Linked DNA regions of Mus musculus: region 2 is linked to region 1. Evidence: chromatin contacts called from public Hi-C data. All regions are on one chromosome and are shown on one strand. The core of a region is the stretch at or near the end of the contact, and the rest is flanking DNA. Distances in the headings are between cores, read along the strand shown.

Region 1 (4,262 bases), core at 227-2,726:
GAGAAGAGTATGAGCAGGCCGTAGCTGGAGAACATTCCAGAATGTGGTATTTGACCAACCACTGTAATTACCCTGCAAAGGTCAAGAAGGGTAATGGCTAGGAGAAGGTCACTGGGTTTGGCAGTTGGAAAGTCAGTGAGGACCAGGCCCAGAATAGTGCTCTGGGTACAGCTGATGGCTGTGGTATGAGGAGGAAATTGTCTGGGGAGTAAAGGACAGACTCTAATTGTCCAAAGCACAGTAGTGTTTGTGGTTGTCACTCAGTCCAGGGAGTCTTGGCTCTGGGAGGAAGAAGCAGGATATAACCAACTCTTTGGGCTGAGAATGAGCACAGGATCCCCCGAGAGCTGTACTACGTGTGTGTGGCGGGGAGTGTGGAGGCGGAGCAGGAGGTTTGTCCTCTAATTGTGAGGATCCAAGCTGTTTCCCCATCACCCTTTACCTAGCTCAAGATTCCTTTCCTGGCTTGGCTGGCTTAGGGTTTTACTGCTGTGAACAGACACCATGACCAAAGCAACTCTTATAAAGGAAAACATTTGATTGAGGCTGGCTCACAGGTTCAGAGGTTCAGTTCATTATCATCATGGTGGGAACATGGCAGAGTCCAGGTAGGCATGGTGCAGGAAGAGCTGAGTTCTACATCTTCATCAGAAGACTGCTAGCAGATATTGACTTCCAGGCAGCTAGGAGGAGGGCATTAAAGCCCACGTCCACAGTGACACACCTACTCCAACAAAGCCACACCTCCTAATAGTGCCACTCCCTGGGCTAAGCATATACAAACTGTCACAGCTGCCATATTTCCTGAGTTTGCAGGGCATAGTTGTCCTTTGCTGTCCCAAGCAGTGAGAGGGAGGGAGGGAGGGAGGGAGGGAGGGCGAGAGCGCACGAGAGAGAGAGAGAGAGAGAGAGAGAGAGAGAGAGAGAGAGAGAGAGAGAGAGAGAGAGAGAGAGAGGGAGAGTCTCCGACTCCCACTTCTCATGGATACTAAAACATAAGGATGCTCCTCGTGCCTTGTATAAAATGGTGTCATAGCTACATATAAATTACGTGTATCTCTTAAAATACTTCAATCATCTCCAGATGATTTATAATGCCTGATATGAAATAAATATTCTATAAGCAGATGGTGTCCTATAATGGTTAAGGACTAATGACTAGGGAAAAGTCATACATGTTCAATTCATATATGCTCCCACCACCGGGATTTTCAATACAAAGCTGTTGAAGGGGGTGCCCAGGTGTGGTTCTGGTGAACATCAACAGGCTGGCTGTGCTCTGATTTTAGAGTTTTCAGCATGCAGTTTACAAAGAGGACCAGTTACAGTTCTCAGCATTTGGAGAGGAGCCCTGGAGCCCCCTGCCAGAGTTCTAAGGGGCGGGGAGGAGCTCTGAATTACTGTTAGCTATCCCTGACACAGGATTGCAAGGTCTTCAAAGGCGGAGTTACACCCCAGGGATCAGAGTGGTTTCAAATTCTGCTTCCCCACCCAGTGACAGAGCCATGCTGCTATTCTTTTTCATGGTCCTGTGACCCACCCAGCCACTGTGTAATCAATGTTTCCAGTCTTTTCCAAAATAAACATGTCCACGGTCATTTGCAATCAGGGAAATGAAAGTTTTCCATCTCTCTGTGGAAGCACCACTTAGTTTTGAAAACAAAGAATTTAGCAAAGGAATTTAATCTCTGGTTACTTTGTAATACATCTGTGGCACTAGACCCTAAGAGATCAGTTCTTTTCTCATCTTCTTTTAGGTTCAGTTAAATTCGTCACTGCCTGGCCCCCCACTCATTTCTGCTTTGTTCAGAATTATCAAACAGAATGGCTAGAGAGTAGGACCGTAACTGTATCCCATTTCAGGATTAAGCAATGAGGAAACGGGAGCCAAGACTGGAAATGAAAACGTCCTTGCAAATGATCAAGTGAAGATAGGACTTAAAACCCACAGCTGCCATTGTGCCAGGGAATTGTCTGCCCTCTTTGAACGAACTGCTGAGGGCTGCTTTGCATTTATATCAGGTTTTAAAGATAATAAATGCCATTCTTCCTGTTCAAATGAAATGTAATTTCACAACTGCTTTGAAGATAGCCCCTCTTTCTTTGTATCTGTGGAAACGAACAACCTCTTGCCCCGACACATCCCCAGCATCATACCTGTTTAGTATAAAAAGGGTTTGTTTGCTCTGGCTGACTAGTGATTTTATTTTAGAAAGAAATGACTGATTAAGAGTGGCGCAGACACCAGGATCAAAGCTTGCTCTTCGTACAATATGCTGGGGTGTCAGAGGCAGCCAAGCTGGTTATGTATCCACTGGGCTAAATTAGTGTCATTATCACCTCAGTAAAGCTTAGATATTAGTGTGTGCTGTGCTAAAGAACCCAATTACAGTATCTGCTGGACGACGTATTAAATGACACCATTTAATTAAAGCCTAATCTCTCTCTCTCTCTGGATGAGCAATATTTTCAGTTATTAAACATTCTTTCATTCAATTACTGCAAATCTCTGACCATTTTGGAGAGCAGGAAAGAAACTCATCTGGCACCCAGATGTCCCAGGAGAATAACCACTGTTTTGTGTTGTGTTTAGGACTTGGCGCCCAGTCACAGTCACCCAGGACAGACTGCACAGTTTGAAAATTCTGCAGATTTGCTTCTCAGGTTTTCGAGCAGCAGAGGGCCCTGTCTGCGACTCTCACTGGTTTTCTTCAAGGACTGAGGCATAATAGAGACCTCCAAAACACATTCAAAGGAATAAAGCCATTAAAGAAATACAGTTCCCATGCCAGGGGCTGAGCCCTGTGACTGATGTGGCAGTCATTCGTTTTGAATGAATGTCTCATCCTAGAACGCAAGAATTGAAATGAACTTCGACAGTGAACTCTAGAGATAATCTGTAATAGAAGGAATTTTGTACTTGTTAGAAGGAGAAATGAACTAGATAAAACTCGGGGGTACTATAAAAGAATCCCCATCCTCTGCAGTCCCTCAATCTTGCCATGGAGAAACCGGGGACACACATCTAGCTGTCAACAGTGGCTGCTAGCCAAACACCAATGGCACTTGGTATGTGGGGTGAAGGTGTTTGTCGGTCTTTCAGGCCAGCAATAAGATCCCATGGAGAGAAGAACAGGATGTAGCTTGTGTATTACAGATGGGGGGGGGGGCAGCAAGCTTCAACCCTAGGACTGAGAGCCAAGCTTTGCTCAGAGCCCAGGTTCTACCAATTTGTCTCAGCTCCCTAAAACCATAAGTTTGATGTTTGAAGCTGCTGGTTAAAATCCATGTTGCTCTATTTCTTCTGGCCAGTTCTTGTTAATGGAGGCTTGCTTGGAACTAGGTTCAGGTCTGAGAAAGGTAATAGTCAGCTTTGTCCATAAACGTGACTGTAGTGCAGGCTGGAGGTCCTGTGTCCATGGATGCCCTTTGTACACGGATGCCCTGTGTACATGGATGCCCCCGGTTTATGTAAAAACCTCGTGGCATTTGTTTTCCTGGTGTTACCCCTTTTGAAGACAACTCATATACTTTTCATAGGCCTGCAGGTAGGGAATATATGCCATGTCCGAAGCTCATTGTCACGGCTGTGAGTCAATCCAGCATGACACTGAGGTTAATGGAGTAAATTTGAACGTCCTTCATTTGTTCACTCAGTTAACAAATGCTCTTAAGTTTCTGATGACTGCCACAATAGAGACAGTCTGTTCCCAGAGAGCATCAAATTCAGATTCCCAGCCATATTTGTTAATTGTTTTGGCATTGTGCATATTACTTAACTATCTCACTGTAATGTAAGAATAACAACACATACCTCACAGGACGGTGGTAAACATTAACAGTCATTTCAGTGTCTTCTGTATGATTAATACACAGGAATGATAAATATGCTATGACTATTGACAATTATCTCCCTTGAACTATACTCTGGCATACAGGCTACATATAGGAAGTTAAGATTTATTTAAAAGCAACACTCAAATGAAGCAGCAAAAGTTTTAATACTGACTTGTGCAGGGGACAACACACTTTACTATCTATATATACATTTATGCATATCCATAGATACTGATCAGACTGTCTAACTTCAAGCATGCATACAATCTAGCATGCTTTCTAATTGTCAACTGTGTTGAGATTTCTCTCTGTGCTGGAAGAATTTTCAGTGTCGGGTGGAATGGCTGGATGTAATCATCAGCTTGAGTTACTTACACAAAGCCAGTTACTTGCCATCTGCCAACTAGAGCTGTGCCCTCAGGCCT
Region 2 (4,126 bases), core at 932-3,431, 310 kb after region 1:
GAATAACAACAAAACACTATGGCAGCTGAGGTGTGTGTTTTAGATGTTAATATGTGTTTAAACTTCAAGATGCTCTGAAGGTTCAATCACCAAATTAATACTGCAATGACTATATATAAGAGGCCCTATCCTCTCATGGCTCAGGGCCCCCAGCTGCCATCTGGCACCTCATCAGACCAGCATAACTGTCCATTTGGGCTTAAACCCCTATTTTCTCTGCATTTATGGACATCCAAATCTGAGTTTACTAATAAAGATAAATCCTGTTTTCAACAGCATCACCTTTGACAGCTGATCATTTATCAATATATTTCATGCAGGGATTGAAACGGAAATACAGACATATTTGGAATTCATTCTTAAATTATATCCCTTCTGTCTCCACATCTCTGCCGAGGGAGGGAAATACTTTTCCCTGGGCACTGGGGTTAACAGCCTCCTTTCTCATCTCCTGGAAGTGTTAACCAGCTGGACCTTTGTTTGCCAGTGTCTCTGAAGCATCGTGCTCTGACAGCTCGCTTGATGGATGGAGCTGTCCGCACACCCCCGGTACAGAGTAGATGAGAACATTGCCTCACCTATCAACTCCATAAATCAGACGAATAAAAATGAGTACGAAGCTAGGCCCAGGGAATCTTTCCCCATTTTAGTATTCTTTGTAGATTATAATCTTCACAATGCGCTCCAAGTAAAAGAAGAGACTTTAAAGAATTAGCTTTAAAGAATTAGCATTGATGTACTCGGTGAAAGGCTGCTCATGAGAAAGACATCTAGACGAATAAGCAGTGCGTGCATAAATGAGTCTGTCCTCTGTGATATGGGATAAGAATTTGGGGCATGAGAAATGTGGTGTGCAGGACAGTGAGGGAGATGGCAGGAGACATACCAACCCTACAGGGGAATTAGCAAAGGAAGAGGAGAAGGCGGCTCACACAGAGGGAGCCAAGAGAGAGGGCATCCTCTTATGTCCATGGCAGAGGAGTTTTCCTGGCTCTAGGACATTTCTTTGCAAATCTCCTGCTTGCTTACCTTCCAGTTTCTTGGAGTGAGCAGTAATCCCCCTTGATGCTACGAACTGGGACTCATTCCATTTTGTTCTCAGCCCTACACTCATAACAGGAATCGGTTGTTTGACCCATGAATGAATGAATGATGAATAGATTAAGGCACAGTAGCAAGATAATTACAGTAACTTTTCATGAAGAAAGCAATGGACAGGCTGGTGAGAATGTTACAGAGAGCTGACCTAGATTATATAAGGGGACATTATGAGGCTGTTCATGGGATCTTGACAGGCATGGCAACACATGCCTGTAATGTCAGCACCCAGAAGACCAAAGGCAGGAAGATGAATTCCAGGCCAGCCTGGGGTACATAGCAAGACCCTGATTCAATCAATCAATCAATCAATCAATCAATCAATCAAGTATGGAATATCAGGTTTTATTCTCAGCTAAGAAAACAAAATCTCTATCCTTCAAACTGAGGAGTGGTAGTGTGTTTGTAGAGACCTTTACTGGGGAAGTGAGTAGCAGGTATGCTCTGCTTGGCTTCCGGTGAGCAAGCATTCAAGGAATTGACCATTTCCCCTTTCCTGATTGCCATTGGCCTTCCCACAGAACAGGAGGCCATTTTAAGCCCAGCACAGAGGTGGTCCCACCATGTCCACGTTGCTTCGGGGTCTCAGCATCTCCTGAGAACACTGAAAGACAGCACTCACACCACGACTGCTAAGCAAGAGCCAGAATAAAAAGCGAGATGCTGTCAGGGAAGCCTGCAAGGGGTAAAAATAGCCAAAAGGAGAGAAAGGCAGTCAAATATTTTGTCATTTGCTTTGCCTGAACGTGACGCTTAGCACTTCTCTCTCCGAAAATGAAAAGACATCGTTTTGCAGAGCAGCAGCTGCGGCTGGTTGCAGGAAGCTGCTGGCTGCTGATAAACAAATGACCACGTCCCCTGAATGACTCTGTGTACTGCCCAAAGCAGATTTCTGATTTTTTTTTTCTGCCTGCCCCATTTGGCCAGTGAAAAAGATTTAGCTGGAGTGGAGTTATTTCCCTCTTAACCAAATCCTTTTGGTGTTTTGAAAACTTTCCAAGTGAGAAAATAAACCCTCTTACTCAGCTTGAGTCAGGTGCTCAAAACACAAGATAAACATAGCTGCCTGGGAACGTGTTGGCCTGCCCCCCTCTGCTCTGGGGTGGTTAACCCTTCCTTAGACCCCTACCTCTTAGAGAGCTGCCCCAGTTGGCATGTTTTCATCAGGACCCAGGCAAAGCTGAGGGACATTATTGACTGAACAGTCGAGGGTGAGCTGAATGTCAGAGCTTCTTCCAAACCATCTGGGTAGAGTTCTCTCCTTGTTGAAGGGTCAGTATGCGGACTTCACCATCTCCATCTCTAATCGTGGTTTATGGCTTTATTCTTGCCCGCCCCCCCCCCGACAATTCAGTACATCTGATTATTCAGTTTGTCTATTGCGATTTTAAAATGATGCACTTGATATTAAAAGTTCCTGTTTTTGGACCCCCGATGGAGGCATGAGAACACCAACTCCTCTCCAAAACTTTTGATCCAAAATCACTCCTGTTTAAAAGAAATACAGGGACAAAACTGGATCAGAGACTGAAGGAATGGCGGGCAGTGGCCAGCCCAACTTGTGATCCATCCCATGGGTGAGGGCCAATCCCTGACACTCTTACCAATGTTATGTTGTGCTCACACACACAGGAACCTAGCAGGATCTGAGAGGATCCACCAACAGCTGACTGAGACAGATGCAGATACTTACAGCCAACCATTGGACTGAAGTTGGGGACCCTTATGGAAGAGTTAGGGGAAGGACTGAAGGAGCTGAAGGGGGTGGCAACCCCATAGGAAGACCAACAGTGTCAATTAACCTGGACCCTGGTGAGCTCCAGAGACTGAGCCACCAACCACAGAGCTCACATGGGCTGGTCCAAAGCCACTGACACATATGTAGCAGAGGACTGTCTTGTCTGGCCTCAGTGGGAAAGGATGTACCTAATCTTGTAGAGACTTGATGCCCCAGGGTGCAGGGATACTGGGGGGGGGGAGCACCCTCTCAGAGGTAAAGGGACAAAGGGATCAGGCAAGAACTCTGCGAGGGGGGACCAGGAGTGGGGGATGTAAATAAATAACATAATTAATTATTTTTTTTAAAAAGCTCCTGTTTTCTGAGCAAAACCATACACACATAAGTGAGAAAAGACTACTGCTTATAAATAAACACCGTTCATGTTAATTCTCTTAACAGTTCATGACACTGGGGTTATTACTAACAGTCTTATTTTACAGAAGAAGATGAATCGCAAAGACACTGTGTACAAACTGCCTAAAATCTCATAGCGTGAAAATGGCAGGCCAGATTTTAACCTCAGGCTTGTCTGCCTGGAGGCTGAGTCCCTAATCAGGCCTGACAGGTAAGTGGTGCTGGAGCTGGCATCCTCTGGGCTCACCCACGCTGTAACTTTGGATCCCAGCCTTTCCTGATTGAATGCTTTAGGCTTGGATTTCAGGCACATCATCCAAGCCCAAACCTTGAATGGAGGCCAAGATCTTAGCAGCAGGTTGCCGTAAGTATGAGGTTCAGTTACCCAAATACTGGGTACTCAGACATCCTGGAGCGACATGCCTCACCACTAACCTTAGTTAGAGAAGCGACTGAAACATCCTAAGAAGAATGGATGGTTCTAATCTCGCTTAGAAACCTTCTTTGCGAGGCCCATTGGACACGCAAACTTTATATGCCCCAGAACAGGGGAATGCCAGGGCCAAAAAGGGGGAGTGGGTGGGTAGGGGAGTGGGGGTGGGTGGGTATGGGGGACTTTTGGTATAGCATTGGAAATGTAAATGAGCTAAATACCTAATAAAAAATGGAAAGAAAAAAAAAAAAGAAACCTTCTTTGCAAACCCTTGCAATTTGTTCTTCCTGAAGTTTGGGTTTGAGGTAAGGAGAGAGGGTTATTAATCAAGTGACTCCGAGAGAAGGAAGGTGACAATTCACCCGAAGAACTGAAATGCTGGAATCCTGCAGTGAACACGGGTTTCTGTCTGTGATTGTGTTATTTTTCTCACTCACCTTCTGGTACCTGAAGTATTTGTT

The links. Hi-C and Micro-C count contacts between places; a contact is called where the count stands out from the background.
Region 2: a Hi-C map of the C2C12 cell line shows a contact between it and region 1, with 1.8 times the contacts expected there. The contact joins two enhancer-like sites. A contact is called at or near these places in 2 of 484 Hi-C or Micro-C datasets (the C2C12 cell line and embryonic fibroblasts).

The regions. Positions count from the first base shown.
Region 1 is chr14:47,985,250-47,989,511 of GRCm38.p6, forward strand. No RefSeq gene overlaps it. Among named protein-coding and RNA genes, the nearest start is that of 4930447J18Rik, 89 kb to the left of the region's middle. Within about 2 kb of position 1,477, at least 45 of the 459 cell types and tissues checked have an H3K27ac peak or open chromatin away from gene starts, as enhancers often do. A contact at or near this core is called in the C2C12 cell line, where this site is marked.
Region 2 is chr14:48,294,025-48,298,150 of GRCm38.p6, forward strand. No RefSeq gene overlaps it. Among named protein-coding and RNA genes, the nearest start is that of Gm52144, 90 kb to the left of the region's middle. Within about 2 kb of position 2,182, at least 96 of the 459 cell types and tissues checked have an H3K27ac peak or open chromatin away from gene starts, as enhancers often do. A contact at or near this core is called in the C2C12 cell line, where this site is marked.